2 separate regions of the Danio rerio genome follow, and region 2 is linked to region 1. A link is a contact called in public Micro-C data. All regions are on one chromosome and are shown on one strand. The core of a region is the stretch at or near the end of the contact, and the rest is flanking DNA. Distances in the headings are between cores, read along the strand shown. Region 1 holds the start of tp53rk (TP53 regulating kinase). Region 2 holds the start of dnajc14 (DnaJ (Hsp40) homolog, subfamily C, member 14).

What was found. Hi-C and Micro-C count contacts between places; a contact is called where the count stands out from the background.
Region 2: a contact with region 1 is called in a Micro-C map of caudal fin, with 2.9 times the contacts expected there. The contact joins the promoter of dnajc14 here to the promoter of tp53rk in region 1. A contact is called at or near these places in 2 of 18 Hi-C or Micro-C datasets (caudal fin and hematopoietic stem cells).

What each region holds. Positions count from the first base shown.
Region 1 is chr11:2,490,477-2,497,474 of GRCz12tu, forward strand. tp53rk (TP53 regulating kinase) reads left to right here and starts at 5,333. Exons shown (of 2, transcript NM_001020550.2): 1 at 5,333-5,618. The coding sequence starts at 5,390. slc2a10 (solute carrier family 2 member 10) reads right to left here and starts at 3,368. Exons shown (of 5, transcript NM_001111163.1): 1 at 3,289-3,368. The coding sequence starts at 3,292.
Region 2 is chr11:2,641,048-2,647,977 of GRCz12tu, forward strand. dnajc14 (DnaJ (Hsp40) homolog, subfamily C, member 14) reads left to right here and starts at 3,281. Exons shown (of 9, transcript XM_073916240.1): 1 at 3,281-3,605. nab2 (NGFI-A binding protein 2 (EGR1 binding protein 2)) reads right to left here and starts at 456. Exons shown (of 7, transcript NM_001114482.1): 1 at 1-456.

The DNA.
Region 1 (6,998 bases), core at 4,083-6,582:
TCATTTACACACACATATTCATATACTATGGACAATTTAGTTCATCAATTCCCCTATAGCGCATGTGTTTGGACCTGTAGAGGAAACCCACGCCAACAAGGGGAGACCATGCAAACTCCACACAGAAACGGCATCTGACCCAGCCGGGACTTGAACCAGTGATCTTCTTGCTGTGAGCTAAAACCACTGAACTCATTTTAAATTCAAATATTAAGAAATATATATAATTATATATGTAATATTAGTGATAAAAGGCGACAAATGATATAATTAAAACCTTTTATGAAACTACCACCATAATAAATGTGTTAAAAGTTGCAGATCTGATTGGAATTCAAATTTTTAAACTACAAAAGACATCAAAAAAACAACTAAAAAATATATATGAAATCTATATAAAACACTTTTTTAAAATTCAGCTAGTGTGCCAGGAAATTCCTCAGCTCTAAGGGCCTACTCACACTATGCCATCCGTACCGTGCCCAGGCCCGTTTCCCGGATCGTTTGAGAAGTGTGAGTGCGCTGAATCGGGCTCAAGCATGGTTCACTTGGCCGGCCCTGGCCCGGTTGGAAGAGGTGTGCCTGAGCGCGGTACACTTGGGCTTTGGCGCGGTACGCTTGTGTGAGAGTGCAAAACGCGCCAGAGCCCGAAAGCGAGATGTGACTTTTAAGGGACTGTTTGATATGGATTTATTAATCATTCTTACTGTTCAGTGAACGCAAACTGCCGTAGTTTATTAAAGACAAGAACTCCTCAAAGCACTCCAGCTACGCGCCTTCAGCAGACCTCCTCATTCCTGCAGCACGAGGGCTTTATGATTGTTTATGAGCGCCAAAAGTGGCGGATCTGTTCGGCGAAATATCTGACTGCGTGTCCCCGCATCCCTAAGGACTGTTTGGCGAAATATTTGACGGCATATCAAACGACTGAAACGATATAACTAGAGAAATCTCCACTGTGCTACTGAGCGAGAGCGTATGGCAAGCCGTTTTAGCATTTAAATCTTTGTTCTGACTATCCATAAATATATTTAGATATCTCTAATTATATTTTGACTAGTCATAATTATAATTCGACTAGTCAGAATGACAATTAGAGATATCTGCAAATACAATTGTACTAGTACGAAATCAGATTGGAGATATCTGCAAATATATTATGACTAGTCATATTCCTCCATTGACTTCCATTGAAAAATATTTGCAGATATCTCTAAATGAGTTTTGACTCGTCAAAAATCCAATTCAAGATATCTACAACTGTAATTCGACTATTAGTAAATTAATTAGAGATATCTTCAAATATATTTGTAAATATCTCTAAATATGATGAATTAAAGACATCTCCAAATGTATTATGACTAGTAAAAACTCAGAGATATCTCTAATTACAATTGTGACTAGTCAAAACTCATTTAGAGATATCTGCAAATATTTTTCAATGGAAGTCAATGGAGGAATATGACTAGTCATAATATATTTGCAGATATCTCCAATCTGATTTTGTACTAGTACAATTGTAATTGCAGATATCTCTAATTGTCATTTTGAGTAGTGGAATTATATTATGACTAGTCAAAATATAATTAGAGATATCTCTAAATATATTTATGGTGTCAGAACAAAGATTTAAATGCTAAAAAGGCTTGCCATAGAGAGCGCTTCTGAACAGCGCAGCAGCGATGACGTAAGCGTGCCGAGGCCCGATATGGTGTGAGCGCGGGCCGTCGGGGGAGACGGGAGGGGGGACAAGCGTGCTTTGGCCCGGTTCGAGGCAACTGTACCTAGTGTGAGTACGGCCTAAATAAATAAATAAATGCATTAAATAATAAATACATTAATTAAAATTGTACTTTAAAATGTACCATTAAAACAGTTAAAATATTGAATAAAAAATAATATTTTTATTTAATTAATATTTAAATGTAATTAAATATTTTTGAAATGATTAAATTACTAAAATATATTTAGAGATATTTGGGGAAAAAAAAGAATTTCAAAAGCTTTAAAATTATAAATAAAACAAAAAATTATGAAACTATTCTAAATAAAATATAATTTAGAAAAGAAATCTATATTATAAACATACTTTAAGAAAAATCAGCTTGTATCCAGGGAATTTCTTCCAAAAAGAAAAGGCAAAATTTTTTAAATTTGACAAAAACTAAAAAGTAACTTAATTCCTTTATGTTATCCTTACACTAATCGATTGTGTGCATAAATAAAGTATAACAGGTTAAAAAGTAGATAACTGATCAAAAATGTCATATTTGTTTGCTCTAGTCTAAAGATAACCTAATCAATTATATTACCAGCAAACAGGTAACATTCCTACGTAACGTTTCTTTGATTCCAACTTGATAAATTGTTTTTTAAAGAACCAAAACTAATGTTAGAATAACCAAATACTAACGTTCAATTTCCGTAAAGAACTATCATGACAAACCAAAAACTAGCCTTCCTGAAAGTTCATTAGATCTAATTAAATAAATGTATTAAATACTAAATAAAAACATTTAAAATGTTCTTTAAAAATGTAGTATAAAAAACAGTTCAAATATTAAAATAAATTATTTTTAAATTATTTTTTATTTCAATTAAATTAATATTTAAATGTATTGAAATATGAAACAATATTAAAATACTGTAATATTTAGAGATATTTAAAAAATAAAAATTTACTTATTAAATATGAACATAAAATAAACAGAAAATTCTGAATAATAAATAATTTTGAAAGCAATTCTATAAAAATATACTTCACATTTTAATATAATTTGAAATATAATGCATGTAAGTGTTACTTTAAATATGTACTAACATAAATATTAATGGAATTATTAAACAAAACTAGCCTTAAAGGGACAGTTCAACCAAAAATGTAAATTCTGTCCTCTTTTACTTGTTTCAAAACATTTATTTTGACAATTGTTTCTTCTGTTAAACACAAAAGAAGATATTTTGCAGAAAACTGAAAAAAAAAAACTGTAACCATTGACTTTCATAGTATTTGTTTTTCCTACTATGGAAGTCAATGGTTGCAGGTTTTCAGCTTCAAAATAACTACATTTATGTTCAACATAATAATAAAACTCGTTAACCATTTGAGAGAGTAAATAGTGAGTAACTTTTTGTTTTGGAGTGAACTATCCCTTTAAAAACAACGTCCAGAGAACCAAAAACTAACTTTCCCATAACGTTCTGGAAACCAAAAGTCGTTAGCGAAGTTACACCGCTTTACTTTTTGTTAAATAACACTAGAGAACACAAAACAAAAGTCCAACTTACCCATTTTGATGAGAATTTAAAGATGCTGCTTCATCAAATACGAAACAAGTCTGCCTCGTCGGCGAACATCATCTATTATTATCATAACAAACACACAGAGAGTGAATGAAACCGAACTGAAGCTCAGTCTGGTCTGTAATCAGTGTCGGGCTGTCGCCATGACGACTGTGATTCAATCAGATGAGGAGCTCTTGAAAGCGCTTCTCATTAGCTAAAAATATCCCCGAGTTCGTGTTTATGTGTTTTTACCTCCAGTGCTGACCCTGGAGATCTTGTTTGTAGAGTTTATAGAGTCCATTTGTAGCTGGACAGTTATCTCAAGTCTGTTAAGGAGCGAGGATAAAAACAAAAGACGAAAGGCGGAGGTAGAACTAAAAGTAGCTCAACCGCTAACTCACATTTCAGCACATCAGCAGATGTTTCATCCCGATATCAAACTGGACATCGCTGAAGATAAAACATAGTCAGAGTTTATAATAGAAAAGCTTCTGTATCCGGGGTTTACATCAGTCTTTTGTTGTTGGAAAGTTCGCTGGAAGTTTCTCCTGTTCATCTGAGGAAGTGCAACTGCAGCAGCGACGTGGCAGGAGCTGTGAACTCTACAGTATGAGCTCTACTGGGACAAAGACCTACTGCACTTATCACATCTGCCATAACGCGTCATTATTATATTATATTATATTATATTATATTATATTATATTATATCATATTATATTATATTATATTATATTATACAATATAATATAATACATTGAAGTTCTGTACTTAACATGACTGGCATAATGCGTCAATATAATATTATATAATATAATACTACTTAATATAATATAGTATAATATAATAAAATGTAATGTAATATAAAACCGTATAAAGCAATAAAATAATATAAGAGACATTAGTAAATAGTTCTCATATATTTAATTCTGCCAATACTTTTTGCTTTAGTCTAAAACACTTATTTTTAATTATTTTATATTATTTTCTGAAATATTATGCAGATGTATTTAAAGAAGATCCTCGATTTTAGTTGCTTTTCTTACGGTGATTTGTTTAGGTGTCACTGCAATTTTATGCATTTGTTTATTTTTTTAAAATTTTATTATTATTTTATAATATTTAGTATGATTATTTTATTATTATTAATACTATAATTCTATTCTTTCCCTTTCTGTCTAATGGTATTATTTGTATGTGATTTATATTTTTTCTTATGACTATGAATATTTGTGAGTTTTTTATGATCTGTCTGTGATCCCTTGGACTTAGTTCTGATGTTCTTGTATTGTCAGTTCAAGCAATAATAATAATAATAATATTCATAAGTATGTATGTTCTGTTTATTATTATATTATTATCATTATATTGTCCTATTAATGTTATGTAATGTCACATAATATATATAATATAATAACCAAAAATAAAGTAAAACTAAATAAAGAAATGATCATTTTCACAGTACAAACATAAGATGATATAATATAATACAATAAAATATAACTAAATAAAGATGTTCTGATCATTTTCACAGTTGTTATAATGTATCATAATATAATGTAATATAATAAAAAATAAGAACAGTCAGCATAATGCATTGTTTCTGTAATATGTTTAGTTTTATATTTTCAATAAGATCTTCTTTACTATAGACATTCTTGTTACTAACAAAAATAAGATGATATAATAATATAATATAATATATAATATAATATAAGGAAGTTTTGTTACTTATCCGAGGTGGCATACTGTGTCGTTATATTAGAATAGAATAGAACAGAACAGAATAGAAAGATGTCTGTTTGTTATCACAGCTGACATAATGCTTTACAATATAATAATACAATATACAATTATTTATTTAATAACCGATTAATTGTATTTTTATTAATGTCTAAATTCAACCCTCACAGTAATGTATATGAATTATTGGTGTACACAGTCTCAGTGTCAAAAATTATGCCACATTATGCCTGAGAGCATCCGCAGCTGTATCCCATCCAGACTCACCCCCAGATGTCGCTGTGCGCTCGTGTATCTCATAACAGTAGTAGTAGAAGAAGAGCGCGGCACATGGCAGTCTGTCAGAGGGTTTATTTTGGATCATGGCTCAAACAGACTCAGCAAAAGCGGCTGTCCCGTCCTATTTAAAAGAGGCGCAGATGATTAAACAGGGCGCTGAGGCTCGGGTCTATCGAAGCACGTTTTTGGGGCGCTCTGTGATTATTAAGGAGAGATTTCCCAAGTTATACCGCCATCCGGAAGTGGATGAGAAACTGACGCGCCGCAGAACAACACAGGAGGTGCGCTCCATACTGCGCTGCAGGAGAGCCGGTCAGTGCTGCTCTAAGCACAAACTCTTAATAGTGAAATCATATTAGCAGCCAATGACTAGCAAAGTACTAAATTGTTCACATTGTTAAAAGGAGCTAATGTTGTTTTGAAGTCATTCAGGGTAAGGGGGAGTTACTTTTGGAAGTAATGCATTACAGTATTGAGTTGCTCTCCTGAAAAGTAACTAATTGCGTTACTTATTTGCTATTTCCGGTAAGTAATGTGTTACGTTACTTTTGAGTTTTCTGACCTAGGGTGCGTTTCCCAAACAACGACATAACTCGCGGCTGAACTATCATAGTAAGATGCATCATTTGGGAAAAGAAAGATGTAGTGACGAGAGTTTCCCAAAACCTGTAGTTTCTCTGTCGCAGATCCATCGCTTAAACCACGTTATTTATAATAGAGGTAAAGTTGGTTTTATATTTGGATATTCAGACGTTCTCTTTAATAATATAATGTCAGAAAGGTATTATTTGCAAATTCTAATTAGGGAAATCATATTAGCAGCAAATGACTGTCAAAGTACAGCATTGTTCACAGTAAATTAAATAGTGTTAATGCTGTTGCAGGGGCGGACTGGGACAAAAATTCAGCCCTGGCATTGTAGCCACATTACCACATCGACACAACCCACCCACGGACACAGACATTTACTATATATTTTGGTGTACAGATGGTGAAATAATATGACATTCTTGCTGGATTTGGATTACGTCCGGGTAACCTCGGATTGGGTCGGCCCATCTTGAAATCAGGCGGCCGTCACCAATTGGGCCAAATGCTTAACATTTATAATTATTATTATTATTATTTTTATTATCATCATTATAATATCACATCTAGCAAGACATAAAAGCTGCCTGCATGTAAGAACAATACATATTAAAAAAAAAAAAAAAAAACTGACCGGCCCACATTTAAAAATTAGTCCGGCCCTTCTGGCATTTGCCAGAATTGCCAGATGGCCAGTCCGCCCCTGTGCTGTTTAGTCATACTTGCATGCTAATTCCGATCGAATATTTAACGTTACATAGTAAACAATATAGGGACTGCTAAATGAACGAATGTGCGAATATAACACCAACTTTACCTCTTTAAAGGTTTTGGGGAGAGTTATTACAACCTAACAGTAGGGCTGGGTGATATGTGCAAAATATCATATCCCAGTATTTCTAGGAGGAACGACGGTATACGATATATCCGGTATTTTCCCATAAATGGTCACTTGAGAGTAAAAGCCTTTATTAAAACTTTATTAAACATTCTTTGAGCAAAATATAATTCAAACACAGGGGTTTCCCTCCCTGTTTACAAATAAACAGCTGCACAAAAAAGAACAGCTGCACAAAATCTCTGATAAATAAAAGGCAGTTCAGG
Region 2 (6,930 bases), core at 2,031-4,530, 150 kb after region 1:
TCAAACGAGTCAAACTTTTTGGTTCTGTAATTAGACTTCAACCTTTACGCCCTATTTCGTGTTGTTTTCTGTGCTTGTAAGACCTTATTCTGCAGATGTGAATGTTCTTGAAACTCTTGTGTTGTTGTCTCTCTGTTCTGCTGTGCGCTCAGTTAATGACGCTCCTTTCGCTGCTGTGTGGGCGCGAGAAACGCGTGGGCGGACTGCGGCACGCCATCTGACCGAATAAGAGCCTTCCTCTCCGGGCTAGGCTCTGGGGGGAGCGCCCTTTTCTTCGGGTGTGGATGCACGGGGAATTCGCTCCATTTATTAACATGTTTGCCTATAATGTTTGGTAGAAATCAATTATGTACACAGCGCTATTATGTAGTTAAAATGGGAGTCTGGTTTTAATGCAAGAGAACGCATGGGTTGTGTGTGGTGGATGGGCGCCGGAGATCACCGTGTCTGTAGGCGGGGATCGGAGCTCTGTGACGCGGCTTGAGCAGCGGGATTCCCCGGCACCACACGTCACTCTCTCTGGTTGGTGAGCACATGTAAAGAAAAAGAAGAAGAAATGAAATGTCAAATAATTTTATAGATAGATAGATAGATAGATAGATAGATAGATAGATAGATAGATAGATAGATAGATAGATAGATAGATAGATAGATAGATAGATAGATAGATAGATAGATAGATAGACAGAAAGAAAGAAAATAAGCTGCCAGAGAATGTCAGACAGACAGACAGACAGACAGACAGACAGACAGACAGACAGACAGACAGACAGACAGACAGACAGATAGATAGATAGATAGATAGATAGATAGATAGATAGATAGATAGATAGATATACCTCCATAGCCTTGTCTCACTATTCCTGTGTTGTACTTTTTTAATTGTTTACTTCAAGATTATAAAATAATCACTCACTGAAATCACTGAAACAACAGCGCCACCTGGAGGACCACGCACTTTACACTGATTTATAAATGTTTGCTCTACTTTAATGTGGAACAATGGCATTCACCCAGTGCTGTGACAAAAAAAGAAAATAAAAACATTACATTGCATTAAATGATGGTTTCATAACATCACAATTAGCTTGAATAAACTTTACCACAATAACCACTAACACTGATAAGCAGAATTTTTAAACAATTATAAATGTATTATCTAAGTGCTGACCCTACTGAAAAATCCAGCTTAAACCAGCCTAAGCTGGTTGGTTATTTTTAGCTGGTTGACCAGGATGGTTTAAGAGGGGTTTTGGCCATTTCCAGGCTGGTTCCCAGCCATTTCCAGCCTGGTCTTAACTGGTCAGGCTGGGAGATGACCAACTAAAACCAGCTTGACCAGCCTAGCCAGGCGGAGAGCCCAGCCAAAACCAGCCATGTCCAGCTTAAACCAGGCTGGTCAAGCTGATTTTAGCTGGATTTAGCTGGTCATTTACCAGCCTGACAAGCTAAGACCAGGCTGGACATGGCTGGAAACCAGCCTGGAAATGGCCAAAACCCCTCCAAAACCAGCCTGGTCGATCAGCTACAACCAGCCTAGGCTGGTTTAAGCTGGGTTTTTCTGCAGGGGAAGGAGCAGATGACATCTTTAATCACAATTAAGTGAATTATTATGGATTATTTATTGAATAATTAATTATTTTCACATAACAGTTCAGGGTTAACAGAGACCTCTGATGATGGACAAAATGTTACCTTCCACTAAAAGCAGTCAACAATGCAACCACTTTAAAGAGTAAAGCAAACCCGTTTAAAAGCTTTAAAGTTGATCCGTGTCTGAGGTTCGTAATAGCATAATACTACCCTGCGTTGAATTAGCATGCTTCTGACACAAATTAGCATAATGTTAACATGATTCTATTATGATTTAGCACATTGTTAGCATGATTCTAGCATAAATTAGCATGTTGTTTGCATGTTTCTAGCATGATTCAGCATGTTACTAACATGATTCTAGCATGCATTAGCATGTTACTAACATTGCTAGTATAACTTAGCATGATTCTAGCATGAATTAGCATGAATTAACATGATTCTTGCATAAATTAGCATGTTACTATGTTTCCGGTATAAATTACCATGGTACTAGCATTATTCTAGTATGAATTAGCATATTGTTGACATAATTCTAGCATGAATTCGCATGTTATTAGAATGATTCCGGCATGAATTATGTTACTAGCATGATTCTAACCTGGATTAGTATGTTACTAGCGTGTTTCTAACATGAATTAGCATGTTGTTATTATGATTCTAACATGAATTACCATGTTACTAGCATGATTCTAACCTGGATTAGCATGTTACTAGCATGATTCTAGCGTGTTACTAGCATGATTCTAGCATGAATCAGATTGTTTCTAGCTTGAATTAGTATGTTGTTAGCATGAATTAGCATGTGTTAGCATGACTAGTATTTCACTAGTGTGTTGCTAGCATGTTTCTAGCACGATTAGTGTGTCAGTAAGATTTTAAAACTATTAGCATGTGTCAGAATAGCTAGTAACAGTCTATGAGACAGTTGCTAGGGTGCTGAAACTGGTTGCTAGGGGGTGGCTTGTAAGTGTAAATGTCATCAGTGATTGGCTGCTGGCTAGACAGTGTTGAATGAGGCCAGACTCTAGTCTGTAGGATAGTCTGATGCAGAGATATGAGCTCACAAATGTTAAATCAATGGGACTTTTGGGAATTTTCTAGGTCGTTTTTCGGAAAACCGAAAGTCGGATCAGTTAGAAAAGACATAACAACCTGAGTCAGATCATTTTTAAGGTTTGACGAAAGTTTAAAGTATGTAGCTTGAAAGGCTTAGGAGGAGATACACTTGAAAAATCTTCAGAAGACGGAAGAAGTTTATGTAGAATTTCAGCAAAGAATCACCTAGAGGCGACACTCTAGTGCAATACGGTAAACAGCCACTAGATGGCGCGGCGGCCATTTTGGAATGAAAACTCCAATGGAATAACAGCATATTATAAGTCTGTAAAATAAACTATTAAAAGTGCTGATGATTGTGATAGCAAGTGTTGTTTTGTCATCTTTCAGGTTGTATCTCAGCCTTGATGCACTTTTTACATAATTAATAAAAAACAAAGCGGCTGCTTGCCATCGCAACAGCAACAAGATCCAATGGACAGCCGATCGCTTTCACTCCTAAATGGCGGAATCCGGGGCTGTTGCTGGGCGCTCGCCTCTAGGTCATTCTAAGCTCTTTGATGACAGAAAAGATGACTTAAACGGAAGTGACGTTCCCGCGCTGCTGCTGCTGTACCCGGAAGTGAACAGGAATGGAGAGAGAAGGACAGTGAAAGCAGCTAAAGATAGGCGAGAAGACGGACTGAGCTGCTTTAAACTCGTTTTACACCCGAGATCAGCTGTACCGCCTGTACGCCGTTCGTTTACCGTAATGCTGCAGCAACGCTAGCGGTTGCAGCTTCTCTGTTAGCATATCCGCTAAAGCAACACAGCACCGCAAATGAAGAGATTAAACACATATAAAGACAATAAGACATAAACACTGAGGAGAAACACAAGCTGTGTCTGTAAAGCATCTGTTGGCAGCAGCTGGAGAGTCGATGCTAATGCACTTTATCAGGACGGAGAGTTCAGTAAGTTACATGTGATGTTTACATGTTTACATTCATTCTTCCCTCGTGGCTCTGATCTGAGAACTGCTTGAAAAGCGTTATTAAATGCTACGATATGAGTTTTGTTTATGTAGTGTTAGCTGTGTGACTCAAAGCGTTAAGTTCTGCTAATTTACTAGCATTACCAGTCGTGTGTTTAATTTTGAGTCAGTCAACAACAAGCTAACTTAACGTCAAAGAAAGCTGCTAAAACAATAGAGGTTACGTTATTTTTATAGTAGGATATTCAGACATTCTCCTTAATAATATCATTTCAAAAAAGTATTATTTGCAAATTCTAAATGGGGAAATCATATTAGCAGCAAATGGCTATCAAAGTGCATCATTGTTCACAGTGAATTAGGGCTGTGTATTGGCAAGTGCCTCACGATATGATACATGTCACGACACAATATATCACGATATGTTATAGAGGTAAAGTGGGTTTTATATTCGCACATTCCTTCATTTAGTCTCTATATTGTTTTATATTAGTTTTGTGCGTGTTTTTTATGTGTGTTTTCCAAAGTTATGTGCATCATGAGGTTTCCATCAATCGCTTTTATGAGCATCTCCAAAATGAGCATTAAAATCGGTGGGTGGAAACTTCGTCTTTAAAAAAGGGGAGGAGACTGACAGAAACTCTGAGTTTAGAGAATAAAAACTGCTCCTGACCAGGTTAGGTTCACAGAGTAAGTTGCCACGGTAACTTACTCTGAGTTAAAGTTACCTCTCGTTCAGAAACAGGTTTGACTCACCCTGCTTTCTCCAGTTTAACAAACCTGCCATTTTGAAACGGAAAACCCTGAGTTTCTCTTATTTCAGGGTTAAAATACTCTGAGTTTTCACTTAACCTCCTTTCTGAAACAGGCCCACGATATGATACATGTCATGATACAATATATCACGATATATTGTAGAGGTACAGTTGGTTTTATATTCAGACATTTGTTCATTTAGAAGTCTCTATATTGTTTACCATCTTACTTTGAATATTCGATCGGAATTAGCATGCAAGTATGACTTGAAAACAACATTAACACTGCTTATTTGACTGTGAACAATGATGTACTTTGATAGTCATTGGCTGCTAATATGATTTCACTATTTAGAGTTTGCGAAAAATACTTCTATGTTGTGGCAACTACACTGAAAAACCTGTAGAAATATCTTGCACGCGAAAATGTTACAAATAAATTGCAAGCAACACATTCATTTTAAGAAATAATGTCCAGAAGAAATGTAGAACAGAAAAATAACCTGGAAAATGTTTGAAAAAGAGTAAAACATGTACAGGAGGGATAAACCCTTTGTCTTCAACTGTATAAAATGATTTATTTACAAGCAATAAACTTTATTTATTCAATTGAATAAAACAATTAAATTATTCTTGTGCGGTATTGTGCAATATTACACGTTGAACCTGGCTGGATGGATGTATTGTTCATGCTGGAGTCTGATAAGACATAATTTATTTGGTTATAACCCTCACAGTGCATCATGGGTATTCTCAAGCCTTTAGGTGTTATTGCAGTGCATTTGATTAAGTACACTTGATAAGGTCCACTATGGTTTTGAACAGCAGTAACACATGCTCTGTCATTTATGTCAGACTTTTTAAACTCAATTTCTGCAGTTTAGTTTGAACCTGATTTGAAGTATTTACACGCTTATAATTAAGTTATACTTTGTTAAATTGTGTTAATTCATTGTTTTGAAGGGGACTTGTTAGGCAAACATCACTTTTATAAGGGGTTTAAACCAAGCGGCAACCTCCCGCTCTCCCTCAGGAAGCCAATACAGAAGTAACTAAAACTGCAATTCATTCGAAATTCCGCTAGTCCTGGCCGCTCCTGGCTCCAAAACAGAGCAAATTTCAATTGAGCCCACTGTTAGAATGGCCAACTTTACAGCAGAAAAAACGGTGTTTACAGCCTGGTACAAAAAAAGATTTTGGTTAATACAGCTAATATTACCCTTCATGACAACTGTTAGGGGGGTGAATTCTTTTATAACTCATCCGTTTCCTTTATATTAAGTTATATTAAGTTTACATAATTAAGGGCGTGGCCACTTGAGTGACAGCTAGGTCTCGTTGGTCGCCGTCACGTCACCTCAGCTGAATCCTGCAGATTAGTCACTGAACTCGGCATATTTATCGTATTTCTGTGTTGTTTTATGTGGCTTCACACAGTCAACTGCCTTTTGGACTTGTTTCCTACAATTATTAGATGGCATGGCATGCTGAGTGCACTTAATTGTGCTCACAAACCATTCACGTGGCCTTCGTTTCACATGTGAGTAAAGTTATATACTTGTATACAATCTCTATACATGTATTTGTTTTATTTAAGATCATTTATCGTTTATATTTATATTTAGAGCTGTAATGCACTCCAGAATCTGATGGATTGATTAGCTGTAGGCTCTAGAACCGTCATCTGAAGCGTTATCATACAGTGTTATGCTGGATTTCATCAATAGTCTTACATTAACTTATACAGACTATATCTGAAGTGTTTGTAAGTAATTCGCGTTTTCCTCCTGTTGAAAAACGTCATAAGAACAATGTTTAGTGGCTCAATGTATTACAGCAGTGTTTTTAAAAGTTTAAACACTTTATTGATATAATGTACAACCAAGCACAAGTGATCTGAATACAAACGAGTCGCAGGTGATAAAGTATTGAGCGTTCTCCCAAAGTAAAGTGTGTCTGAACCAGGTCCAAGCTAAATGCCAGCAGGTGTCTGTAGCTCTGCTCACTCTCCGCCTCTTTGCCCTTGTTTGGTATCCCGCCGTGGGTTTGATGACGCGCGAACAAAATAGCAACGGTTGTCCGCATCTACTTGTGGCTTCTTTTGCGCTCTTTAGAAACCTATAGGTGACGTCACGGATACTACGTCCATATATTTTACAGTCTATGGTTTAAACAGTCTTGTGGCAACAGTGTGCGAATTTAACCAGCTTCTAATGGTCTAAATAAATGTATTGATTGACATTCTCCCTTTGTATGTGTCATTCAAAGGTGGAAATCCCCGCCCACTAGTGACCATCTTTCCCTCATTAACAATGGACATCAGTCTTGTTTTTGAATCTGCCACTATGCTGACACACAGGCATCTGTAGCTCCGGCCTCTTGAAAAGAGCACAATCTCATATGAATTTAAAGCGACAGTCACTAAACTGCCATGATTTTATTAGAGCTTTAAAGGGGAATTCTCGAAGAGCTATTAACCTTTTTTTTTTTTTGGGTCCGACCTGTTTACATAACCGATGTCTATTAAGTGCAATGAACTTTCATTAATGT